Linked DNA regions of Mus musculus: all the other regions are linked to region 1. A link is a contact called in public HiCAR-type and promoter capture Hi-C data. All regions are on one chromosome and are shown on one strand. Each heading gives the region's core, a stretch centred on a gene start, on an enhancer-like site or on the middle of the called end of the contact. The rest is flanking DNA. Distances are from core to core; before and after follow the strand shown. Region 1 holds the start of Map2k4 (mitogen-activated protein kinase kinase 4). Region 2 holds the start of Zfp286 (zinc finger protein 286). Region 3 holds the start of Trim16 (tripartite motif-containing 16). Region 4 holds the start of Tvp23b (trans-golgi network vesicle protein 23B). Region 5 holds the start of Pmp22 (peripheral myelin protein 22). Region 6 holds the start of Usp43 (ubiquitin specific peptidase 43).

What was found. Promoter capture Hi-C pulls out the DNA fragments that hold promoters and counts their contacts. HiCAR-type assays count read pairs that join an accessible place to other places. Capture Hi-C pulls out chosen DNA fragments and counts their contacts.
Region 2: a contact with region 1 is called in a promoter capture Hi-C map of hippocampal neurons, with 4 times the contacts expected there. The contact joins the promoter of Zfp286 here to the promoter of Map2k4 in region 1. A contact is called at or near these places in 3 of 39 promoter capture datasets (cranial neural crest, hippocampal neurons and pre-B cells).
Region 3: a promoter capture Hi-C map of pre-B cells shows a contact between it and region 1, with 5 times the contacts expected there. The contact joins the promoter of Trim16 here to the promoter of Map2k4 in region 1. A contact is called at or near these places in 2 of 39 promoter capture datasets (the 3T3-L1 cell line and pre-B cells) and 1 of 115 datasets of contacts at active chromatin or transcription factors (large pre-B cells).
Region 4: a promoter capture Hi-C map of liver shows a contact between it and region 1, with 4 times the contacts expected there. The contact joins the promoter of Tvp23b here to the promoter of Map2k4 in region 1. A contact is called at or near these places in 4 of 39 promoter capture datasets (the 3T3-L1 cell line, hippocampal neurons, liver and 1 more), 2 of 115 datasets of contacts at active chromatin or transcription factors (large pre-B cells and thymic regulatory T cells) and 1 of 9 other capture datasets (liver).
Region 5: a contact with region 1 is called in a HiCAR-type map of astrocytes, with 4 times the contacts expected there. The contact joins the promoter of Pmp22 here to the promoter of Map2k4 in region 1. A contact is called at or near these places in 1 of 39 promoter capture datasets (the 3T3-L1 cell line) and 1 of 115 datasets of contacts at active chromatin or transcription factors (astrocytes).
Region 6: a promoter capture Hi-C map of embryonic stem cells shows a contact between it and region 1, with 8 times the contacts expected there. The contact joins the promoter of Usp43 here to the promoter of Map2k4 in region 1. A contact is called at or near these places in 2 of 39 promoter capture datasets (both in embryonic stem cells).

Annotation. Positions count from the first base shown.
Region 1 is chr11:65,786,184-65,790,383 of GRCm38.p6, forward strand. Map2k4 (mitogen-activated protein kinase kinase 4) reads right to left here and starts at 2,176. Exons shown (of 11, transcript NM_009157.5): 1 at 1,953-2,176. The coding sequence starts at 2,061.
Region 2 is chr11:62,787,274-62,791,473 of GRCm38.p6, forward strand. Zfp286 (zinc finger protein 286) reads right to left here and starts at 2,195. Exons shown (of 6, transcript NM_138949.4): 1 at 2,103-2,195; 2 at 1,657-1,816; 3 at 686-771. The coding sequence starts at 1,711.
Region 3 is chr11:62,818,252-62,822,451 of GRCm38.p6, forward strand. Trim16 (tripartite motif-containing 16) reads left to right here and starts at 2,002. Exons shown (of 6, transcript NM_053169.2): 1 at 2,002-2,748. The coding sequence starts at 2,254.
Region 4 is chr11:62,877,164-62,881,363 of GRCm38.p6, forward strand. It overlaps Tvp23b (trans-golgi network vesicle protein 23B), which reads left to right and starts at 2,292. Exons shown (of 7, transcript NM_026210.5): 1 at 2,292-2,432. The coding sequence starts at 2,421. It overlaps Fbxw10 (F-box and WD-40 domain protein 10), which reads left to right. Exons shown (of 13, transcript NM_001033669.2): 13 at 1-299. The coding sequence ends at 254.
Region 5 is chr11:63,129,659-63,133,858 of GRCm38.p6, forward strand. Pmp22 (peripheral myelin protein 22) reads left to right here and starts at 1,799. Exons shown (of 5, transcript NM_008885.3): 1 at 1,799-1,996; 2 at 3,467-3,586. The coding sequence starts at 3,509.
Region 6 is chr11:67,920,421-67,924,620 of GRCm38.p6, forward strand. It overlaps Usp43 (ubiquitin specific peptidase 43), which reads right to left and starts at 1,733. Exons shown (of 15, transcript NM_173754.4): 1 at 1,125-1,733. The coding sequence starts at 1,628.

The sequences.
Region 1 (4,200 bases), core at 926-3,425:
CTCTCTGGTAGGTCTTTTAAAAATTCAGCAATAATTCTAAGACAGTTTAGGGCCCCTTTAAGTAGAGTTCCAGATATCAAAAAGCAGAGATGGACAGTAAACATCAGAATTCCTGACCATGTGACTCAGAGTTCCTAGATGGTCTGCCCTCTTCACTGTTCTCATTGCCTAGGCCCCATCTCTGTTCTTTCCAGATAGGCTTTCTCTGTCATCTTATCAAGGAGATGGCCCTGTAATCTTCTATCACAAAACCCAGCCCGTTGCCTTCATTTTTCTTAAGCCATTTCTTGTTTACCTCCATGTCTTCCCTCCTGCATCCTCAAAGGGACATGCTCCATCAGAGGTGAGACAGCTAGGTTCACTAGTCTCTACACACTCAAAAGGGAGCTCTACGCTGGCTCTAAGCAGCTCCATCAGAGGTGAGACACTGGGTTCACTAGTCTCTACACACTCAAAAGGGAGCTCTACGCTGGCTCTAAGCAGCTGCTCAAGATTTTCTGAACAAGAAAAAAAAATGTATACAGATTTTTCAAACGGTCAGCCACGTCTCTCAAAACACACACACACATACACACACACCTGAAATATATTCATTGTTTTACTGAGTTATTTATTGTGTATTCAAGGGTAGAGGTCAGAGGACAACTTGAGAAAATCAGTTCTCTCCTGCCATGTATATCCCAGGGATTGAGCTCAAATCAGGCTCTGTCTCTACCCTTAAAATATTTAAACTTTAAGTCACCCACTGTGGACAGGGCAAAAGAGATGAGAACCCCAAATTATCTTAACAAACAGTAAAGGTGTGAGATGAAGAAAATCCATCTTGTATTTTGTATGGAGCATAGCAGGCATCCAATAACTAACTAAATTTGAATTAATTAGCTTAGGACCTGTACAGAATATATCTTCTGAATGAAATGCTCAATCTGTTTATATACTATCCCATAAATGTTTCTTATGGGAAGGGATGTAAATACAGATCGTATTTCTGCTGCCCAAATCATGGTATGCTGGCATAAACACGAAATTTTCAACATATAATCTGTTGAACTTCATTAGACACAAGGAGCGCTTTATGAAGAGTTGGTATCATACTGATACCAAAGATATCCAAACGACTCTAATAATTCAACATAAGTCGTTTGCTAAAGTTGTCAAGAGATTTCTGGGCTTGCCTGTGTCAATCCCCCCAATAAACCTAAGAAATGGACTCGGGCCTGTTATTTTCACAACACCCCCTGTCAAATCCCACACAGAGCTCCTAAGGCCTCCCGGTGAGGAAAGGCCATTACAGGGGAGCTGCCTCAGATGCCCAGACATGATCACTTTGACCTCTGCCATTCGGTTTCCTGAATCTCTCTCCCTTTCAGCCCAACTCGGTCTTCTATTTTTATCTGATTTTTCTTTTCTGCATGCGAGGATAAGACACATCTCGGGCCTGGGTCGAAACGCCTCTCCGGGGCCAATGGCTGTCTCCCCACCTTACAGGTGGCCCAGGGCCTCGCAACCCCCCGCCCCTCCCACGCAGACACCCTGCAAAGTTTTGGGGACGGGGGGACAGCGCAGTGGCCCTATTCCAGCGGCGCACCGTGAAGCGCAAGATGGCCCTGAGCCGGCCCCACTGCAGCGCGCGGGGGCGGCGGGGCCGAGGGCCGGGACGCGGCCGACCTGCGAGCCAGAGGCCCGGCCGCGCGCGTTCCCGGAGCCAGCGGGCGCCAGGTGAGCCGCGGGCGGGGGCGGCCAGGTGGGCCGGAGCGGGCAGAGCCAGAGCCGCCACAGCGTTCACCGAAACCCGGCCCGGGGCGGGGATCCCGGGGCGAGGCCGGGCCCGAGACGCGGAGCTCGGGCGGCTTCCTCAGACAGCCCCGGGGACGCAGCGGCTCCACAGGCCGCGGCTCGGCCGAGCGCCTCGCGAGGGGGCCCCGGGGTCTCTGCGCGCCCACCGTCCTTACCCTGCATGCTGCTGACCGCCGGGTGGCCAGAAGCTGGAGGTCCGATGGGCCCCGGGGTGCCGCCACCGCCCCCGGAGCCGCCGCCGCCGCTCGGGCTCGGAGCCGCCATTGTTGGAAGTGAAGAGCCGAGCGGCGCCGCGGCGGCTGCAATGCAGCAAGCTCGGCCTCTCGCTCCGCTGAGGGCGCGGCGTGCGCCGCCTTGGCCACGCCCCGGGCACGCCTCCGTCACGCCCCCGGGCACACCCCCACTAGCACTGACGCGCAGCCTGCAATACAGGTTGAGCTGCAGCGCCCAGCACTGAGGGCAGGGCCTGAAGTCCTGGATCAGGGTGACTCTCAACCTACCACTCAGGGACCCATAGTGGCTTGCAGAATCAGAAATATATGTGCATTGAGAAAAGGGAAAGACTTACAGCCCCAAAGCTTTAGAACTCCCTTCTCTGAACCTCAGAACCCAAAATCAGAACACGTAGAGTTCTACGAGATCTCAGAAGTCACGCTTCCTGTCCAGTCTCTGATCCATCACTGCAGAAGAGATGACAATAACTGTGGTCTCAACCCAGAGCTCTCTGTTCTGCTGGGGACTAACAGGAGTATTTCACTGACAAAAAAAAAAAAAAAAAAGTATCAGAACCCGAAAGAAAAAGTTCCGGTGTAGGCTTTTCAGTCCAGAATCCATGCCAAATATTTTGTTAATTTATTCTGTGTGGGAAGAAGACAGCAAACAGCAAAAGGTGAGGCTGTGATGGCCTTCAAACGCATCTCTTTTTCAAGCGCAGATCAGAAGGTGGCTTTCTTTGAAGGAAGTTATATTTTAGTTCCAGAAGAAGAATCAAAGAGCATAAAGCTGTCCGTGACGACACATGCCTTTAATCCCAGTGCTTAGGAGGCAGATCTCTCTAAGTTTTCAGTCAACCTGGTTTATGGATGGGTTCCAGAATCTTCTCTAAAAATGGTTTTAAGGATGAAAAACATCAAATAAAATACTTCTTCCAAAACAAATCGCCATTTTAGGAAACATGGGTGGACGCAAAAGAAAAAAAAAACAATATAATATAGTTGCGTTTTTATTTTTATTTTTTATTTTTAGCTTGGGCACTTTAACACCCAGGGGAAAGGCATCAAAGGTTCCATAATTTGCTAGCAATAAAACAAGAATCAGATCCTGTCACTACCAGACTCTGACCCCAGTGTGTCATGGCATTTGACTTGTCAGGAAAGTTTCCCAGCCGGCTCTAGTATCACTATGGTGTGTGAGTGTGGTGTGTGAGTGTCATTTCCACAGTTCCTTGGGGGCTGAAGCAATGCAAAGAAATAGCTTAGAGGAATTTGAATTTCCCTCTTTCCGTAAGCTTCATGAGCGTCCCAATCTCAGTCTTTGGTGTAAATAATAAATATCTCACAGTCTTAGGGAAAGTGCTTTTGTAAATCTCTCACCCCACTTCCAACAAGTTTATAGTTATTTAATAATGTATATTATATTATAATTATATGCATTATTTATATAGTATATAGTATATATTATAAAATATATATTATAAAATATGTATTATACTAGTTATATATATTACAAAATATATAATATGATATATACTTGTATAATATGTTATTATATTACATTATATTTTTTATATATTGTGCATATATATATGTATATATATATATGCACCAATCTCTTAAAGACATCACTGGAGTTTGAATGAATGCTAGAAGATGCATATATTATTGTTTCCAATATTCCCTTAGAAGGTGTATAGGTCATATAAAAGGACTTTAATCAGACTAGGGAAACATTGACCCACCATAGTTAAATGAACATGAAAGAGACAGCAAGTAACAAAGAAACCTGGGGAAAACACTCAACCCAGCAAGTTCATGAAGGTAAGGGTGTGTTCCTGGGGTGTGAACCAGCCAAGCAATTTGTCTAATGTTGGGCTTGTGATAAAGCTGGCCTGGATTTGCATCGCTGTTGGTATTGTAAACTAATAGATAAGGACTGAGAACAAGAACCTCTCATTAAGTCTACAGGTGGGCAGAAACAAGACAGGACTTGGGCTTGTTAAAGCTGATGAAGCTGTGTGCATGCCTTTTGCTTGTTCTTGTGTCCCTATTTTTCTTGTAAGTTTCTGTGTTGTGTTTATTATAGACTGAGTTGGATTCCTCAGAACTTGTTTGTTGAAGTCCTGAGCCCTGGCATTGTGACAAGGGCTGTGTTTGAAGATGGTAGGGTCTTTAAGGAGGTTGGTAA
Region 2 (4,200 bases), core at 945-3,444, 3.0 Mb before region 1:
AATCCTTTATCTAGCCCAACAGTTAGTATGGTCAGTAAAGACACCTCCTTGCACAAGCCAGTGTAAGATGGTTTCTGTAGATGGTATGTAAGCCCCTGGGGTTAATTAAGTCTGCAAGACTCACAGGGCAGTTCAGAAAGTCCAAAAAGGGCCGGAAGTCATTTTTACAAACATTGTATGGAGAAGAGGCTGACTGAGGGATTCTGGGGCTGCAGAATGCAGTATGGACCTGTAATTAGTAAAACCACAGACCATTCCATATCTAAGTTTTAACTGAGTAGGTATTATTATTATTCTCATTTCTCCAGCATTTAAGGTGTTTTTTAAGCTCCTATTTACAGCCATATGTGTGCTGCTTCCCTTAGAGAAATGCAAGTTTTAAGAAGTATATACTATATGACCCTTAAGTTAGCTTTCCACATGACCAAATACAGAAATTAGCAGAGTTGGGAAAGAAGAGAAATGTGACTTACCTGCCTGTAGAGAGACAAGAAATACTAGATGGAGAAGAGAGATACTATGAGTAAGCAGAAAATATTTTCTACTGAGTCCACTAGTTTCTTAGAATTAGAACTCAGGTCTCTAGATGGGCTCTGTGGACAACGAAATGCCACATCAAAAAGGGAGTGCATCTGTGCTCTGAGACCCAAGGTGGAATTGATCTCAGTAACCCATAGAGACTCACCTGGGATCTGACAGTGAGTCTCAGAGCAGCCACGTCTCCTTCTGCACTCTTCTCGTGGGAAAGGAGAGAATCCGGGGAAGACAGAGCTAAAGGGAAGAAAGCGGTAGGGACTGGGTCTGGACCTGGCTCTCTACTCAGTATAATCTAAACCCCTCCACCACACCAAATGCACTCCCTGTTAACAAGGAATCCAAAACAAACTGCTACTTTCCGGTACTGTAAAATATGCTCAGGCACGTTGCTCCACTAGGCTTGAATTTAGTTGCTCTACTCATGACGTATCCCCTCAAACTCTCTGGTCTACAAACTAGAATAAGTAAATTTCCACTATAATCTACCTAAAGTAGACTCAGTGTTTTGTTTTGTTTTGTTTTGTTTTTTTAAAATCCCTTTAAAGCTTCCTTAAGGCGGAGATTGCTAGATCTCACCTCCAAATTCTGATTGGTTGAGTTTGAGGTGACATCTAGCAACCTGAAAAGGACCCCTGGAGGGAATTTTGGCATAGTAAGTCACCGAGGGGAGTTTAAGATACACAGGTCTCCTAGTGCTGAAGCCAGCCCCTACCTTCCGTGCCTGTGAAGCAGGTCGTGAGCGATCTGTGTTGAAACAGCACACACGTTAACTATGGATAAAGTGGGATAACGTATGGAAAAATATTTTTTTGTCAACTACAAAGTTGAATTCTTGGATCCACGATGGAAACCAGGATGGGGCAATAATTTGGAAGAACTTGTGACTACATTGTGACAATGTCCGCACTGGTGGGACCATTGTGCAGCACACTTAAGTGGAATGGGGACTGACCCATAGTAAGCCCTGCAACGTCTCAGAGCTCACCTATCCTCAAGATAGCGTTGACAAGTCGCCATCTTTTCCCAAGAACCACTTAACCCACGACAACGGTGGGTTTCCCCTTCAAAAGGAAGATTTCCACTCTCCCATGATGCACACCAACCCCTGGGCAATTCTACCTCTTTTCTGAGGCACTTCGGCCAAACCCGTCTCCATGATCACCACCTCTTCCATGCCCCTAAGGTCCTGCTCTTCTCGCGCAGTCAGCAGTCCACGGAGCCTCGAAGGACTTCTTCCCTCTTGGGCTCTGTAGAGAGTGTCGCTCAGATCACGTGGGACCTGGAAACCAGGGAAAGCATCCTGAATCTGAGTCCTCACCTGTCTGTTTCTGGCTCCTGGAGCTGTCCCCTAGGGGACTGAGTGCCTGAGAGGTAGAGGGCACAGACAACCCCTCCAGCTCCGTCCAGCTCTCCAGTATGCACCGGGGTCCTAGATGGCCCGTGGGGCGGGGAGGGAAGGGGACGAAGCTCAAGAACTACAAACTCCAGTCCTCCCTGGCAGAGAGCAACTACTGGACCACCGCCGAGGTAAAGCGAGGACCGCAGCATCCTACCAAGAAACTCACCTCCCATCCCAGGCCTGACAAAGGCTACGAACTTCTCCGCTTAGCTCTGAGTCGCGCATGCGTGACATTTTGCTGGGCAAATCCAGGAACTACAACTCCCAGAAGCACCTGCGCGCTGCCCGACCCCCTGTTTCTTGGCAGGTTGGGACCACGAGTGGCTCAGCGGCACAGCGGGATCTCTCCCTCTCGCGAGAGAAAAAGGTGCATCGTGCGTGGAATCCCGCAGTAACGGAAGGTTGGGACGTGGGAGACAAAGTCTCTCTCTCTCTGCACCTTTGTTTGCACAATTACATCTATGTAGCTTCAGCCCAAATTTCTTTACTGTTGGCATGTGTATATGGCTTTTAGCCATGGTTTGGCCTTCCCTAAAACCATCCTTTGACTTCAAACTATATGAAAGCTGTAGTTTTAGAGCAGGATCCATGTAGTACTCTCATCTATCCCAATGGACTTGTATTTCATCTATTTTGCAATCGTAAAAACGTATATGAGCAGAGCTGACAATATTGAGCCAGTTTCCACACACTTGAGCAGTAAGTTCTTTGCAAGGAAAAAAAAAGTTCATTTGTCGAAAAAGTTGGACTCTCAAGGGCCTGTGGTTAAGTTAAACCTACTTTAAAGTCACTTTTGCCAAACAGCCCCATCTCAGTGCGTGCATTTACTCTAGTGCACCATTTGCATATGCCAAAACCAGAATACACTCAACTTTTGATTCTCACCATCTAATCACCAGATCCTGTTCATTTCTCAGTTTCTACTCTGCTCTGGACCCTCTTCCACGGCTGTCATTGATCCTACACTCCCTGTCTCGTCCACCGCTTCTCCCTCTGTGACCATCATAATCTCTCCATATGAAGACATCCCATTTCCTCTACTTCCTTCATCCCCACTGGGTTCCTACTGGAGGTCCCATTGTGCTCCAGACTCATTAGATCCATTGGGAGAAAGAGACTCAGAGGGAGGCAATGGTCCTTGGTAATCTATGTCTTCTTTTCCCACTTCAGATCTGTACAGCTGCAAAACCTCCAATTCCTTTTCTCTGAAAAACTTCAAACTCTGACTTTTCCTCTAGAATCTGTCTGCTGTTCCTTTGGTCTCACTTGGGATGATTGTCAACAACTCCTTACAACTCTGTTTACTTCAGTGTAACATGAACAAGGAAAGTATTAGGGCAAAGAAGGCTGTTTGTCCTTGGCTGCTGGTACAGGTGGAAGTGGAGAAGCTTCAAATTTTTGAAGAAGCCTTCCCATGCAAATGTGCTGAGTGGGACCCTGATAAATTCACCAGCTCTCAAGACTTAGGCCCTTTTCACAGCTATTTATGTCTGGGATTTGGGGTTCAGTTTGAAAACCCACTAACTTGTCTAAGACCACTGTAGTTATCTGGGGACTGGAGGAATCTCCTGGGGTGCTACTCAAGTGATTACAGGAAAGTTTCCAAATTTGCATGCCTTTTGGCCACTCCCTCCAGAGAATATTAAATTTGGCCTTTTCTTAATTAGTAATTGATGAGGGAAGGCCTAGCCCATTGTGGATGGTCCCATCCCTGGGCTGGTGGTTCTGGGTTCTACAAGGAAACAGGCTGAGCAAGCCAATAGACATCACCCCTCCATGGCCTCTGCATAAGCTCCTGCCTCTAGGTTCCTGCCTTTTTGGAGTTCCAGTCTTGATTTCCTTTGATGATCAACAGTGATATGGAAATATAAGCCAAAATAAACAAACAAACCCTTTTCTCCCCAACTTGCTTGTTGGTCCTCATGTTTTGTCACAGCAGTAGAAACTCTAAGACAGCGGGTCACATGTGGTTTATGTAATAATGATGAATTACTTAGGCCTAGCCCTCTTCCATCTCAACATTTTTTTGCAGTCTCTTGATGTTTACTCTCTTTAAACCTTGTGTGCATGTATGTGTGTATGAGCATGTCTGAGCATGGCATGTGTGTGCATATATGTGCGTGTGTGCATAGATATGCACGTGTGTGTGTGTATCTGCGCATGCATGTGCATGTTAGGAAGCTATAGGAAATCTCTGGAAAATGTACATAATTCAAGGTAACAGGAGAACATAATATAATTGACTTAGGTGGCAACCTTAGGAC
Region 3 (4,200 bases), core at 752-3,251, 3.0 Mb before region 1:
CTTGGATTTTTGACAAGTTCTGCCAAGAAATATCCCCGGGTCTGTCTAGTTTACCCCAAGGAAACAGAGATGCATGGTGGTGCCATATTAGACTAATCTCAGTCCTAAAGTCCAGAGGTACGCCACGTCTGGAAGAGCTCTTTCCCCCCAGGAACCACTTGCTTCTCATCCCATCCTCTAGCCATGAGCTTCATCCCCCTCCTCACCCTCCAAATTCACACACTGAGGTCATAACCCCCCATTACCTCAGAGCATGACTGCTTTTGGAGGTAGGTCTTTGAACAGGTCATTAAGAAAAAAAATGAGGTAGGATGGTCCCCTAGTTCAGCCTCACTGATGTCTAAAGGAAGCAATCAGGACACAGACAAGCACAGGGAAGACGGCATGAAGGACGGGAGGGCAAGCCAAGGAGTGCGGTCTCAGAAGAAGGCCACGGCATCTCCACGCGTGGGAGCTCACCCTTGCAGAGGTGTCGGGAAATTAACTCCTGTCATCAAAGTCAGTCAGTCTGTGGCACTTTGTAAGGACAGCCTGAGAAAATGAGGGCACCTCATTTAGGAACAGTTTTATTAGCTGGATGTGGGGCTAGTTTAGCAACTGTCTCTTCGTGGAGATCACAGAGTAAGATACGGGGCCTAGAAAGGCTGGAGAGAGCTGTATGTGGAAGGGGACAGTGCCTTCCCTCTTCTACCCGATGGCCCCTTCCTGTGCCCATTCTCAGCCAGCTCCTGGAATGCCCTAGAAGCGGACACTGGAGGGTCAGGGTTATAAACATCCATCAATTTCTGTGGTTTCAGAACCAGGATGCTTGCACAGGGTGGCAAACACAGAGACCATGCGTTTCGCAAAAGAGAAAAATCATATTTGAAGGCAGCTGAGCTGAGCATGGAAGGGGAGAAGCACAGTTAGATCCACTTCCTGGAGGGTGGGGTCTGGTGAGGATTTATGAGATAGGGAAGGGTGGCTGAGAGGACCATAATCGGTCCTCATGGCTCTTCGTGGGATGCATGTTCAGGACAGGTCAGTGTTAGAATGTTCTGAGGGCAGAAGTTTTGGTCTTCTGATGCCAAAAGGTCACCCACTAGTTACCTGCTCAGGTCCAGATGAGTCAATTTCAACAAAAGGCCATCAAGTTTCGGAGAAGCAAGCCAGACAACTGTTATCATCAAAGCCCACATGTTAGAGGTTTATGGCAGAGAGTGGAAGGCCAGGGCCCTGTCCACTGGGTGGCTTCTCACATGAGTGAGTTTTAAAAGTCAACCAGAAGTGGAGCTAGGAGGACGGTTCAGTGGGTAAAGTGCTTGCTAGGTGTGCATGGCCACCTGCAGCCATGCAATGGTGCTTATCTGTAACCCCAGCACTGGGGCAAGAGTCTAGAATATCCCTCTGACTTGCTGGCCTGCTGCGCTAGGTGACCTAGCGTGTTCCAGGTTCACTGTGAGGTCCTCTCTCATGAAATGAGGTGGAGAGCAATTAAGAAAGACACTAGATGTCAAACTCTGTCACACACACACACACACACACACACACACACACACGACTAAAATAAAACAAAAGTCTGATAAAAGCAAGTTATTAAAAGCAGATAAAGCTAGATTGACTATGTCTGTCTGTCTGTCTGTATGTCAGGTTTTGTGGTGGTGGTGGTAGGACCAAGCTGGTGGCTCATTTAGGATTAGCAGCTGCCCTATTATCAAAGTCCTTACATTTTGGACCCCTTTAAAAATATATGGAGTAGAGAGAAGGGGAGGGGGAGGGGAGAGAGAGGGAGGGATGGAGGAAGGAGAGAGAGAGAGAGAGAGAGATCCACCGCAAAATATGGCTTGTGGGACCGCTCAAAGCCGCAGAGGCTTACAATAGAGCTCAGGAATCTTGCCCTTTTTTCCAGTCCCACAGGCACACGTGGTCTCCGGAAGAGCCTATGGGGTGTGCGTGAATGAGTCCCGTAAGAATAGAAGTTTCAGGGCTGGGCTAGGAATGAGAATGAGAAGCCTGAGCCAAGGAACAGACACAGGAGCCAAGTGGCAAGGCAGTTCTGAGCCTTGTCACTGTGGCTGGCTACTAGCCAATCTGGAGGAGCCTCGTCCTGTCTGAGTAACTGAGCTTCCTCGGGAGGGAGGAAACAGTTAATGTCTCAGGGCAGCTGCAATCTGCTAGGCGTGGCTCTCTGGTTTGACTTGGGCTACTCAGATCCTGAGCCAAGGGACCGCGAGGAAGGACGCCTTAGTCCTTAGTCCGCAGAGCCTCCACCAGATGGCTGAATTGGATCTGATTGCCCCGGGGCCTCTGACCGGGGTCACTGCTCACCCTTTGGCCCCTCTCGGCCCAGACCCTGTGTCAGCTATCCCAGCAGAAAAAGAAGATGCGGACCCTCTCAGCAAGTCAGGTGAGGAAACCCAGGAGCAGGGTCATGACCCCGCAGAGGTCGGGGCTCCTGGTGAAGAGGATCAGATCTTGTGTGACTTCTGTCTTGGGGCCAGCAGAGTAAGGGCAGTGAAATCCTGTCTGACCTGCATGGTGAACTACTGTGAGGAGCACCTGCGGCCACACCAGGAGAACAGCAAACTGCACAGCCACCAGCTAACCGAACCCGCAAAGGACCAGGATCTACGCACCTGCCCTGCCCACCACAGCCCTTTGGTTTCCTTCTGCCACACGCACCAGCAGTGTATCTGCCAGGAATGCGGGGAGGGTGAACACAGAGGCGACAGTACTGTCTCCCTGGATGCAGCCCGCAGGAACAAAGAGGTGAGTAGTGGGGTCTGTCGCCTGGGAGGGACCAGTGGGAGGAGGTGTCCCCAGGGAGAGGTCACACATGCTGCATTTGTGGCTCTGTTGATGCCAGTTTGTTCCGAGTCAACAGAGGAGAACTTTAGCGGTAGTGCCTGGGTGTTGGTTCGCTGTAAGTATCTATAGCCGCTGGCTTTGGAAACAAAAGTGGGTCACTGTCCCCATCTCAGTGTCCCTGTTGCTGTGCGGTCTCTATTGTCTCTGCCAGGCATAGGAATTTCCTGCTGTTTCTAGTTAGAGTTTAGTAATGTGCATTTGGGTGTGTGCTGTAGAAGGTTAGCCTCAGGAGTGTGGTATTTCCCTCTGGCAGGATCTGTGAGGCATATATCAACCCATGAAAACCTTGGCAGAAGTCCAAGGGAAAAGAAGAAACCTCAGACTTCATTTCTCCTTTTCTTCCTTCCTCTCTTTCTTAACTTCTTTCTTTCTTTCTTTCTTTCTTTCTTTCTTTCTTTCTTTCTTTCTTTCTTTCTTTCTTTCTTTCTTCCTTCCTTCCTTCCTTCCTTCCTTCCTTCCTTCCTTCCTTTCTTTTTTTTTGAATCGCAAAACCACAAAAGAAGCTAACACAAAATGCTGCATTCAAGTAAAACAAAACAAAACAAAACAAAAACTGCCAAGATAACAGAATTTGAAACGCACACGGAAGTTAATGCCAAGGGCGACTTAACTTACTGGAGAATAAAGGTTCCTTACGGGATAGGCTGGCAGGAGCACCTGAGAAACACTGTGCTCGAAGTCTGAAATTTTACTTTTATCAGATAAAAAAGTCATTTCTGAAGCACTGCTTGCCTTTATCTGGAAGCCAAGATCCTGGATGAGACATTGGGGGTGGACCCCCGCAGCTTTCCCACTTTGAGTTTCTCCCACTTTGAGTTTCCCCAGTAGGAAGTAAGGTTGACTCCGCCCACACACAGGTCCTGGTTCACGCTCAAGGCAGTTCCCTCTTTGCACTGTTGGTTGGCACACCCAGAGCCTTTCTGTGGCATGTGTTCCTGGGCAGTAAAGGAAAGTGGTATCTGGGCAAGGAACTTTCCTAACCAGGGTATTTCTTTTGTTCCTGTACCAGAGGTAGACTCTCTCTAGTCCTGGATGGGTGTAGTTCTGCAGAGTTCGACACTCCAGATGCTAATGAGTCACCATTTCCGGCCCAGGAAGCCACTTGTCAACTGTTTCCAGTGTTTCTAGTATCAAGGGATGTCCTATACGGAAAGTATGGCAATCAACAAATACATCAAAGGAAAGGGACCCACCCAACTTGAAAATATTTTTTGGTGTGGATTTTCCCATCTGATATTTCAGTAATTATTAGGTGAGGGCTCTGAAGGTCTCTGTTGTACTTGTTCAAAGTTACGCAGTTGATGAGCGAGGCATGGAAGCTTCTGGAACACCATCTTATTAGAGAAAAATGAA
Region 4 (4,200 bases), core at 1,042-3,541, 2.9 Mb before region 1:
GGCCTCGTTTCTACACAACCCTTGATCCTCTGAGAATGAACACTGGGTTCATGCTGATGACTGTGAAGGAGGAAAAAGAATTTGCTGAAGCCAAGATGAAGGAATATGAAGCCAGTGTATCCACTAAAGAGGTCGACCCAGGAAAAGCCAGCAAAGCTGCGTGGATCCGTAAGATCAAAGGCCTCCCTATTGATAATTTCATGAAGGAAGGGAAAACAGCAGCCCCCGAACTTGGACAAAATGTGTTTATCTAAACCAGGCTTGAGAAATTACAGCAGCATTACAACAAACTGAAAACTAAGTGAGTGTTGGTTGTCCAGACCTTTCTTTTTTGACATTGCTTTGGCAATTCATATGAAGCTTTCTATGGCTCAAAGAATGAGTAGGGTTATATTAAGACACCAGGAGACAGGGAGAGAGTGCCAGCATTCCACTTAGTGAGGTGTAGGCAAGGTCACTGAGCAGTTAGACTCCATTCATCACTACCAACTTAGGGCTATCGTTGCTTCCAGAAACTTTTGAACAGTAGCCATCAGGATACTATATAAAAATCTCCTGGTATTTTTGCAAAGACTAAAACTCAGTTTTGGTAAAGGATATGGGGAGATCAAAAGGCAGACTTGTATTTAGAACACTGCATGTGATCTAACGGGTCAGAACACACTCCATCAGAAGAAAAGGAAAAAAAATGAAGAAAATACGCTTCATTTTCTACAAAGGAGGCTTTACTCTCAAGTATATTGAGACTCCTATTTAAATACTCAGGGGGTGCTGTCAGGGGCAAGGTAGGTAATTTTGTAAAGAGTAGTTTACAGGCTCACTGGTGGATATGCTCACAGAAGGGCTCAGGATCTGGACAAAGAGTACAGTCCCTACATAGAGGCTCAACACCCCAGGCAGACTTTCCCCGTCATTAAGTTCCAGTTCTTGAGGGTGAGGGGAGATAGGGGCAAGGCAGGAGGACAGAGCATCTAGTCAGTTGGTACTAGGAGGCAACACCCTGTTTCAAAAGCAAGCAAAGAACCCCCCCCCCAACACACACACACCAGTCCTCCAAAAAGGAAGACAAAAATCCTAACAAGTGGGAAATTCACTTTCTTGTCAAATGCTCTATATCTTAAAATATGGTAGTGAATTCAAATTGCATTCATATAAAAAGTGAGAACCAAAAAAATTTTTTTTCCACACAACCTCACAACACAGGGTGGGCCACCAAAATCTTTGTCCAAGCAGGTTAGGACATAGGTCATTTGTCCAGCTTCACACGAAGATGCGCAATTACCTTGCCTGCTTTCTCTTTTTTGGGAACTAGGTCCATGTTTCTTCATTATTGTAACACTGGGTTTGACATAGTCCTGGCAAAGAACCAGATAAAACCCCGGGTTCTGTGAAGAGTCCCTTCAGTTAAGAAAAGGTGAGAGGGACATTGCATGAGCCTCCAACAGTCTGACATAGTTGAGCAAACAGAATATCTCTATCATTACAGTTGCAAAGATGGCTTTAAACTCTCTGAATTTGTCTCGAAAAACCAAAAAAAAAAAAAAAAAAAATCTCTGAATTTTAGGTCTAGGCATGATCATGCCATCAGCAGGTGACTTAAAACAGTAATAAAAGCAAATTTGTGCCACTTTACTAAATGCTCTGTAAAGCCATCACCGTCCTTCCCACTTTACAGCCGAGGAAGGATGTACATAGAGATTGGTTATATAATTGGTACATGGAGGGCAGAGGCGCGATACTGGCCTCTCTTCTTGTTCTGAGGTTATGCCCCTTACAGCAGTACCCTCACTGCTTACGCTAGTCTTCTTGTCTCTTTCTTACTCGGTTTTTTTTTTTTTAATTTCTTTCCAAGGACACATTTATTTCTCAATTTTCTTTAACATTTAAATCGCTTAAGAAAGACTATACTAAAATACAATACATTTACAAGGTTAAATTATAAAGCTCCGCCTCTCTCAGGGCGTCCCTGCTGGTGGTAATGACTCACAGTTTGTACTTCTTTGGTAGCAAAAAACATTTTCCATTCATAACCCAAGAAACTTCGCTTTAGAACCCATTAAGTTAGCCAGTTTATTCCCAAGCGTTTTGCTTTTCCTTAGAAGTGCAGCCCTTGCCCCTGCTCACGCTTGCCCCGCCCACCTCCACCTCAGCCCCTACAGAGTCTCTGCGTCAAGGCCCCGCCCACACACCCCGCCTCCTACCGCCCGCGTCCGTCGCGTGGACCAGCTCTTTCCGCCCCGCCCACTATGGAGCCCCGCCCCAAGGTATGGACCCGCCTATCGCCTTCCGGTCTCTGGAGTTGCGCCCTCCCACCAAGTGGCTTCCTGGTGCGCTTGTGACGTCGGCTGTAGAGCTGGATCGCGTGGCAGCTTTGCTGTCGTGGCTCTCGGAAGTGGGGGGCGGGTTGGCGCAGGGTCGTCATGTTGTCGCAGGTGAGGGATGGCGGCCGAGCGCCGGTAGCCGGTGCTTGAGTTGGGGCTGGGGGTCTTGCCCAGTCGCCCGAGGCTGTTGGGTCCGTGTGCCCGCCCACTGCCTGAGCTGTAGGAACTGCAGGTGGGTGGGTAGGAGGGCCAGCCCCGGGCAAATTGTCGCTAGAGGGTTTGTGGACTGTGAGGGATAGGGTGCACCGGCGACCCCGGAGGCACAGAGGCCTCCTGTCAGCGGGTGTGGAGCACACTCGCTGCAGGATCTCTGGGTGTGAGGTCGGGGGTAACCCGTCTTCCCATAGCCTGCCCGGATGAGGGGAATGGCCTGTAGGGCCCTGATACACAAGTTCAGGGCGATCCTGTAGGGAGAGATTGCCAGAGCCTTGGGTTCCAGTGTTACTACGCTGTACACAGATAATCACGATGGTTATCGCCTTTGTACCCGTAGAGGTCGATGTAGCCAATTGTCCTTCGGCCAGAGATTAGTACATGTAATATATTTTCTTCCTTTAAAATTTTACTGTGAAGCTGGGCGTGGTGGCGCACGCCTTTAATCCCAGCACTCGGGAGGCAGAGGCAGGTGGATTTCTGAGTTCGAGACCAGCCTGATCTACAGAGTGAGTTCCAGGACAGCCAGGGCTATACAGAGATATACAGGCTATACAGAGAACCCTGTCTCGAAAAACCAAAAAAACAAAACAAAAAAACAAAAAAAATTTTTTTTTTACTGTGAACTCCCATGTAGATTGTGTCACACGGGTTTCATTGTCAGGTTGGGATGTTCAAGGAGATGGGATCTGCAAAGGGCAGGATGGCTGGGGGTGGGGGTTGGGATGGGGAGAGGTTAGGTTGGGGAACAACATATTTTCAGATCATAATAATAAAGACATAGTGACATACCAAGTGTCTCAGGATGGGCCAACTAGAATCTGTGATAAGAAAAGTCTACTTTGTGGAAATGTGGAGTAGAAAAAATTCATTGATGGTTTCAGCTCAGCTCTGAAGGTGCATTTAGATCCGCTTCTTCCTACTCCTAGGTCTGTGACCATAAGTCCTTCCACCTGTTGGGCATTTGACATTTTTTATAGTCATTACCTTCCTTCCCCCAGGCAACCTGTGCATTAAAATTTCTCTGCAGACTTAAACATCTGTTCCCTTGTGGTTTTTGTGTTTTTTGGTTGTTTTTTTTTTTTGTTGTTGTTGTTTTTTGTCTGATAATTTTCTTTCTTATTACCTAGAAGCAGCCCCTCCCCCTGGTATTTTCATACCAACCCCCTCCCTGCATCTTTGCTAATCACCCACAGGTTCTTCTGTGGATCCTGTGTACTCCACTGTTGGGTTACAGCTGGTTTACCTTTGTTCACTGGGAAGCATTCATGAGTTGCACTGTTGGTAGCCTTCCATTGTTCCCTCCCCTTCCCCGCCCCTCACAAAATCTTGTTGGTGTTAGCTCAAAGCCATGCTTTAATTTCTTCTTTTTTTTTCACCCTTCTCCAACTGATTATAACTGTCTTGACTCAGTCTTTCAAGTGCTGGCATTACAGGCAGAAGGGGCCACAAGTGTACTCTATAATCTTAAAAAAGTAAAAACTCTCCATATAACATCTTGGATGTCTCTCCATTCATTGTCCTTAAAACCCGTGTGCATACTTGGAATTCGGTCTCATCCATTCTAGTTGGAAGTTCTCCATTCCCTGCCGCTCTGTATCCGTTGTTCTTGCCTTTTTCCATTACTTACACCCCAACCTGTTCTTAGGAGTTCACAGAAGGGTGT
Region 5 (4,200 bases), core at 549-3,048, 2.7 Mb before region 1:
GAGCCGGCTGTGGATGCAGCCACAATGTGCTCTTTTCTAGATGTATATTGGACTTCCTTTTTAGAAGTTTACTTAAGAAACAGAACAGGAAGAGAATCCAGAATTAAATGTGATACCACCGAGAATGCTTGGCTTTTAAGTAAGAGCCCAGCAATGACTTCTAGGACACATCTAACCTTTAGAAATGACCCAGGAAACTGAAGATTTACTTCCATTGCCGCAGTCACTCCCCAGCCGCATGCCTTCTCGTGCAGCCGTATAACTCTGGGCATTCTCTAATCTGTTTTAGTACCGAGGTGGACAGGCCAGCCCCTTGAAGGGCTGTGATTGTTAAGTGTAGTGTGCTCAGAATAGGGGCGTGTTAGAGGACTGGACCTGTGTTTTGTTCCAGACACAGAGCTAATGGCTCTGAGCCTGTCATTAGGATCACCACGCCCTTCGGTGTAGGCAGCGGCCGTTCTTCCCAGAGGAAAACATTGAATGCTCAATGAATGCTCACGACAGGAGCACTAGTTGATTAGGTGTGGACCGAGTGCAGAGCTCTGGCTTCAACCTCTGCCATGCATCTCCTCTCAGCCTCCTGTGTGCCAAGCACAGGTACGACACCTGGCATTGGCAGGGAACTGAATAAAAATGTCACACATACTCTTTATTTTTAATCCGATGAGAAATTTTAAAAGATCATTGTCTGAAGAATGCTTCAAGTTTATTTTTTTATGTAATGAGCAAGCATATACAATTAGCTCAAGTAGCGGCTACTGTCAAAAAACAAAATAATATGGAACTATCTGAGTCTCCCAGGGCTTTATGACTCACTGCTCTTAACAGGTAGGGAGGGTGTGGATATGCAGGTAGAGACTTTAACACACGGGCTCCTTGCTCAGTCAGCCAATACAGGTGACCTGATGGTTAGTTGGGCACATCTCCAAGAAGAGCTGGCTAGCCTCTCCCTTCTTAACTCTGGGCGGCCACACTCAAGTGCCTATGAATCAGCTAGTTTCTCTGGCTGCTCTTCCTGCACCTCAGATGGCCACTTCTCTCACCCCTACCCCCATGGCCAGGACTCCAGCCAAGGCTGGGAGCCAGGCCAGCTTGCCTCAGGCAAACTTCGCCTGGAGCTTATATGCAGTTGTAAAATCTGGTTTTGCCAAGCTTAGGAGGAGCCGGATCCTAGAGCCCCACCCCTCTGTCCGTCTGTCCGTCCATCCGTCCGTCAAGCTTGGATTTTCCTCCCCTCCCTTCTCTCTTGGATTGGGGTCCCAGCCTAGCCCTCTAGATATGTACCCCGAATCCCAGTAAACCAGCATACTTTCTAGGTACAAACAGGGATAGCGAGGATGGGTGTTTTAAAGACTAGCCCAGTTAAGACCCCAGCGCAGGTCAGGTGCGCCAAGACCTGAGGTCCTGGCTGCTAGTAGGAGAGGTGATCCAGCTACACAGTCCCCGAATGGGCACAGTTCACTTCAGTGTTCCCGAGAACCCAGCACTGCGCACTTGGGGAGTGAGGCAGGGAGGTGGGTACGAAATCTAGCAATCTTTATCCATGTGCGCTGAGGGGACAGGGGCGAAGGTGCAATGTATTGGTCAACAGGGCCCGAGTACCACAGATCTAGGGAAGGTGAGAGACGAGAAGCCCAGGGTCCTCCAGCTTTAAGTAAAAGTCGAGGTTTTGCAGAGATCTGGTTTTTCCGGGGGTGTCTTTAAGTCCAAGTAACTGTCTGGCAGTCGGCGCCCCGCCCGCCCGCCTGCCCCCTCTCCTCAGGGAGGCCCGCCCTCCCGCACACGCTGACCCTGGGACACACCCTTCTGCAGCGACGCAAATAGGGCGTAGTTCCCGTTAAAGGGGAACACCGGGAGCCTCCCACTGCCCCCTTGCTTTGCGCGCGCGCTGACCCGCAGCACAGCTGTCTTTGGGGACGCCAGCAACCCAGTGGACGCACCGGAGTTTGTGCCTGAGGCTAATCTGCTCTGAGATAGCTGTCCCTTTGAACTGAAAGTAAGTTGGTAGGGAAAGTGAAGAAGGTGGTGGTGGTGGGGGGCATAAAGCTGGGCATCATCTGGAAATGCTATGCCTAAAGCGGGGACGGGGCTCTGACCCTCCATAGGGCCGCCTTGTGACAAGAACGTGGAGACCCCTTCCTACATCCTAGCCTACCGGAGGGACACACCTAGGACTGCCTCTGCATCGTCCAGACCAGGGTGGTGGCGGTGTCTGGATAGAGGGTTGCTGGGGCGGCCTTGTGATTCTTTCCAGAGGATGTACTGTTAAAATACACGAGTCTCTGGTCCTTCGGGTTCTAGCCGCAGGCCCTATGGTGTTCTTGGTCTCTGCTACTTGAAGCCATCCAATGAAATTTGAATTTTCTGGAAATCATGGGGAAAATCTTGCTTATATCTTCAGTGCATTCCTGGCTTTTTGTCTTTGATGTGTTCCTTGGGAGGAAAATGGACGTGTCTGGGATAGAATACTTGTCAAAACTAATTTAGAAGTCTCCTTGGTCTAAGGTTCTATCCTTAACTGGTTCACTCAGCTGCAGCCAGATTTTCACGGCTGTACACATTCACTATCAGGTCACCCAAGTTTTAGCTCCCTAAAGTCTGAAGTGGAGGGGGAGGTAGGGTAGGAGATAGTATCTTCGGACCTTGGAAACACGTCTTGCCTGCTCTGACTTGCGAGAATTCTCAGACTCAATCAGCCTCTTTACGCACTGTCTCCTTCCCTCCAGTCAGCAGCAACCAAGGGATAGGGCCCCTGGCGCATCTATTCGGGATGGGGCTTTGGACAGGGGTCCGCAAGTGCGGCGGGCTCAGCCTAGCTCTCCTTGGGGCCGTCCAGGGGGTGCCTGTGGAGCTGGCGGGGCTGAAGGCTCTTCACCCCCCGGGGCGCAGGGAAGGCGCGGAACCCTGCGCGCGGGAAGCTCCGGAGCCGGGCAATCCTCCAGCCCGCCTGCTCTCCCGCTCCCCCAGCCGCCAGCATCTAGGCCGAGCCGGGGGCGGGGCGGCTGCTCTCCGCTGGCAAAAACGGGTGGAAACTTGGAGGCAAGTAACGGAACGCGGGGCGCGCTGGGGTCTGGGAAACCAGCCTCGGGTGGCGGGCGACCCCAGGCCTCTGGCTGTGAGCCTGGCGCCGCCCGCTGAGCCTCCAGTCTCGGGGGGAATCCACCCTGTGACTGGGTCAGGGACGTGGCCTCGGTAGCCTCCCAAGTCCCAAGGGCCCTGAAAGGCGCCCAGGCTGGGCGGAGGCTTGCTGTGGCCTCGGCTCATCGTTCAGGAAACTCCTCTCCTCCGCGCGCCTCCCGGGGTGATCGGGACGTGCGCACCACTTGCTTGTTTTGTTCCAAAGGCAAAAGATGTTCGATTGCGGGCGGGCACTGGGCGGGGATAGGGATGGCGGCGGCCGCCCCCTCCCGGCCAGCTGGGCCCCCGGGCCAGGGCCAGCGGCCTCACACCCGCCTTCCTCTCTCAGCAGGCACCGCTCCTCTGATCCCGAGCCCAACTCCCAGCCACCATGCTCCTACTCTTGTTGGGGATCCTGTTCCTGCACATCGCGGTGCTAGTGTTGCTCTTCGTCTCCACCATCGTCAGCGTGAGTGCGGGGCGAGCGGACAGGGGAGGCTCCCTGCAGGGCGGCAGCTATCTCTGCTCTGGGTTCCCAGCCAGTGCTTCCCCAGGTTGCCAAACTGGAGTGATATTTGCAGACAGCTGGACATACCAGAGGCCCCAGGACTTCTGTTGCTGCACTTCTTTGCCACCCACTTCTTTTCAGTTCTTTGAGAAAGTTAGGCCAGCATCAGGGGTAGACAGTGAGCAAGGGCTGGAAGAACTTAGTTGCTCAGGACTTAAGCCAGTCTTGCAGGGGGACTGTGGTATCTTATCTATCTTACCGGAGTGCCCTCCACTGATAGGAGCTGGGCAAGGAAATAGCTGGTGTGGAGCTGTCAGACACAGTGGATTAATTCATTTAAAATTGGCTTTCTTGAAAAATGAAGATGTATGCTTCCGCCTTTAACGTCTTAATGTGAAGCAGGCTGGAAGTGTGGTTTGGGATTATTGTTATTTATGTTAATTGCTTTATTATTGACAAGATCTTAATTATGACTATGGCTGTGGCTAATCTTGACAGAGCCGTGGGATGCTAAAAATGCATCATGGCATGAACTTGAGTGTGGTAGTACTTGCCTGAAACGTCAGCACTTCCTG
Region 6 (4,200 bases), core at 483-2,982, 2.1 Mb after region 1:
CTTGACCACTATACTACACTGATGATCATATCTGAACAGCAAATGTGGCCCAAAAGTGATAATAAAGACATCTGTGTGACTACTGTGCTCCTTCAGGGTCAGAGGTCAGAGAGGAAGGCAGTTGTTAGCATCCTTGCAGATAACGGGACAAAGACTGCTTTCTCAGGCTGAAACTTAAGAACCATGTATGTTTGCAGAATGAACACCGACAGTCATATTCACCCTCAATAACAATCACTAGTCCGTGGGGGTGCTTCAGCTTTCTGCCCAGAGCTGCGGTTTTGCAGCAGGATGCAAACCCTATGCATCAATTATCTGGAACACTTTCATCATCCGACTGGGACTCCACATTTGTACTTTAACGCCTTCTCATGACCCCGAAGCATTCCCAGCAAGGGGACTGTAATCTTACAGATAACAAATGCCACTTCCTGCTCACATACTGTCAGGACTTAGTATGAATTAAATTAAAGGATACCATTCTACTATAGCACTCTTAACGACTCCCTCTCCCTACTTTTGAGAATACCTGACCCACGGGTTCTCAGCACCCACTGGACTTAAATAATCCAAAGCCACTGCGTCCAAGGTCATACACGATCTGAAGACCTTCACCTGCCTTCAAAACGCTTCACTTTCAGGCCTCTGCCCTTTCTACTTATTGATCACTCTACCTGGATTATTCCTAGATCCGTTCCTTCTCGGCTTTCTGTTCCTCACGCTTCTATCTCCTCCTTCCCAAAGCTTGGCCTTCAAGGACCTGCTTCCCATGCTGCATCCTTCTAGATCCTAAGCTCTAACTCACCCTGGCCGGCAAGTCCCACTCCAACAACTGCTTTTAACCACAAAACTGCTGGACACACTTAAGGCTGCCAGCTTTCTCCACCCCAGCCCAAAATACCAGGAAGAAACTAATTTCTAAAGAAAGCATTTGCAAATGATAATGTAACATGTCACCTCGAAACAAAGGCGGTAACCCAAGGCTGGGCTGGTTAAGTAGTGTCTACCGAAGACCTACCCCCTACTCCCCGCCCAAGAACCAGGCTTGGCTGATGGTTCACACGCTTTTCAAGAGCCGAAACCAGAAGGGTCGGAGGAGTCTGCGGGCGGCTGGCGCTGCCTACCTTGAACTCTGCGGAAAGTTGGGGCGTGTATTCGCGCGTCCAGAGCGCGCGCACCAGCGCCGCCAGCTGCTCGGTGACCTCGGCGCGGCCCGGCGCCGCCCGGTAGCGCCCCAGCGCTAGGAACTCGGCCAGCAGGTCGGTGTTGCTGAGACACTGCACCACCGCGTTCATGAAACAGGTGTTGCCATGGTTCTTCAAGCCCTGAGCGCCGGGCGGACGCGCCCCGTCACCCGAAGATATCTGGGGTTGGGATCCCGGAGGACGATCTGGCCCTGGACTCCCGGCAGAGGCTGGTGCCGGGCCCGGGGCGCAGGCAAAGCCCCCTTCTCCATCGCCATCGTAGGGACTGGGCTGGGCCGGGGGCCGGGGCGGCGAGTCCCCCGAGCGGGAGCGGCTGCCCAGAGCTAGCAGGAAGCGGTTAAGCAGGCGGCGAAGGGAACGGCGGCGGCGGGGCCGGGGCGCGGGCGGCCCCTCTCCCAGTGCGTTCCCCACGCCCGGATCCATGCTGGCCACGCACGGTGGTCCGGGAGCGCAGCCCCCGAGACCCCAGGCGGGCCGGCAGCTTCCCGGTCCTCACCGCCTCCCGGAGGCGCCGGGCGCCGGCTACCTGAGAGCCAGGTGTGCGGACACCGGGCGAGGGCGGAGCCAGGGGCGGGGCCGCCACGCCACGCCCCACGCGGGAATCCGGCCCTAGGGCAGCGCCCGCCGCCGGGCTCCCGCCCCCGCGGCTGGAGCTGGGAATGCACTCCCTCTGAGCCCGCCTAGTGGACTTCCCCGCCCTTCCTTCCCGCCTTGGAACAGGCCTTTCACCTCGGCTCGCCTTCCCCGCCCATCCCTAAACAGCGTAGCTAACCCGGGGATGGAACCTTCTGAAGCGCCCAGCGAAGCAAAGCCCTGGCTCTGGCTAAGTTTCTGGTCGTGGAAGCCAGATGAAGACTAAGAAAATTGACCGGCGAGCGGTGCCCCTGTTCGTGCCCAGGTGTCCCGAGAGGCGCGCGCTGGCAGCTGTGCAGGTGGGGAGCCCAGGCTCAGGTGCATGCGGTCAGGTGGCGCCACCTCCTTTGCAGCCTTTGCCTACACCGGTCACCCCAGGACCTGAACTGGGAGTGGGAATGCTAGTGGGTTGGGAGTTTGTTTTCTTTTTCTTGCTGTTTTGTTTTGTTTTTTTAAATAACACAATAGGTTACATTCATTTTCCTTAAACTTGGGAGACTTGAACGTCCTGGTTTTCATTGGTGAAGGGAGCTCAGCGAGGTTGAGGCTGTGAAAAGAGAGGAACCGGAATTCGACCCTCCCTGGGTGCACTGCAGAGTTCAGGCTCTTTACAACCCCAGTATTTGCTTGGCAGGAAGTTTTCCGGTTCTCAGGCGCGCCCCCTACTCGGTTGCTGCTTCGCTCCTCCACGCTAAAGCCTGGCTGTATCCTTACCCAATCAGAATTAGTTTGGCCTCGCCCCGCCCTTAATTCCCTGGGTAACCCTGGAGGCCTCTGCTCCTTTTATGCCTTAACTGTCAGGTTTATAATTAATCAGGCAAGGTCTTGCAAAATGAATTTCTCATCAGTTTGTAGCTCAAAAAGAGATCAGCAGCTTTCTGGAGTCAGACTTACATCAGAACCCAAAAATGTGACTTGCTATTTAATAATAAGTGCTCATCATTTATTAAGTATCCCTCCTCGATCTTCACATAGAATTGCAGCAGTTACCTGGTGCCAAAAAGTTGCATAAGTTAAGGATAAAGAAGAAACTGTAATGTGGAGACTTGAAGTGTAAAAAGCCACCATTTACCTTCCTGGGAAAGACATCCACCTAGTTGATAAATTTATAAGGTTCATTTCATGACCCGGATGTACTGAAGGTGCCGTGGTCATAGCAGACTCTGATAAATCATCTCCGGTATTTCACCTTTGAGATCATGTCAAGATCCCCAGCAGGGAGTTTTCATTTGGTAACAGTTTCGGGAGCGGCTGTTGCTTTTGTTTTGCTAGGAGGTTGTTGGTAAGAAGGAGGGAGTCCATCACACTTATGTTGCTCAGGTTTGTCTGGAACTCTCATTCTCAACCTTAGCCTCCTGAGTGCTGGAATCCTGGGTGTGTGTCTCACGACTCACAATAAATGTCTGAGCAGAAATCTATTCTTACTTGGCAAAGTCGAAAACTGGAGCTAGAGTTGGTTTATGAGCTTGCTGTAAAGGCTAATTTTTGATTGTCGATTCGATCAAATTAAGAATCACCTGATGACCCTGTCTCGAAAAACCAAAAAATCCAAAAAAAAAAAAAAAAAAAAAAAGAATCACCTGGTTGGGGGTGGGGGAACTGGAGCGATGGCTCAGCAGTTAGGTTAAACTGCTCTTCCAGAGGTCCAGAGTTCAAGTCCCAGCAACCACATGGTGGCTCACAACCATCTATAAAGGGATCTGATGCCCCCTTCTGGAGAACAGGTGAACATATGATAGTGCACTCATACATTTGCATATATATATTTCAGAGGGACTTTGGGCTATAATAGAGCAGGTAAAGGTATTGGCTACCTGACGACCTGAGTTTGATCTCTGTGAACCACAAGATGCAGAGAGAGAGCTGACTACCCCGATTGTCTTTGGGCTTTTATCTGTGTGCTATAATGGACACACACTAAGAAATTAATAAATATTTTAAAAATCAGCAAGCGATTGAAGCATACCTCTGGATGAGACTGGGAGGGTGACTCTTGAGAGGATTAATAAGTTGGTAAAGACTCAGTCTAAGTCTGAGTGGCGCCATCACGTGGCCTAGGGGCCTGGAGGGAATCAAATGGGTACGGAGAGCCCTCTGCATTCCTCTCTCCTTCCCGTCTTCAGTGACTGAGTGTGTATGCCTCACCAGGAGGGTCTCCCCTAGTGCTGGGGGCAAAGCCACCACGTTCAAAGCAGTGAGTCCGAGTAAGTCATTGCTCTTTAGATTGTTGCTGTCAGGTATGTGGACACAAGCTATACAGGAGTTAACTAATACACCTGCACAAAGACCTGGGTTCAAACCTATACCTATACCTATACCTATACCTATACCTATACCTATACCTATACCTATACCACTTCAC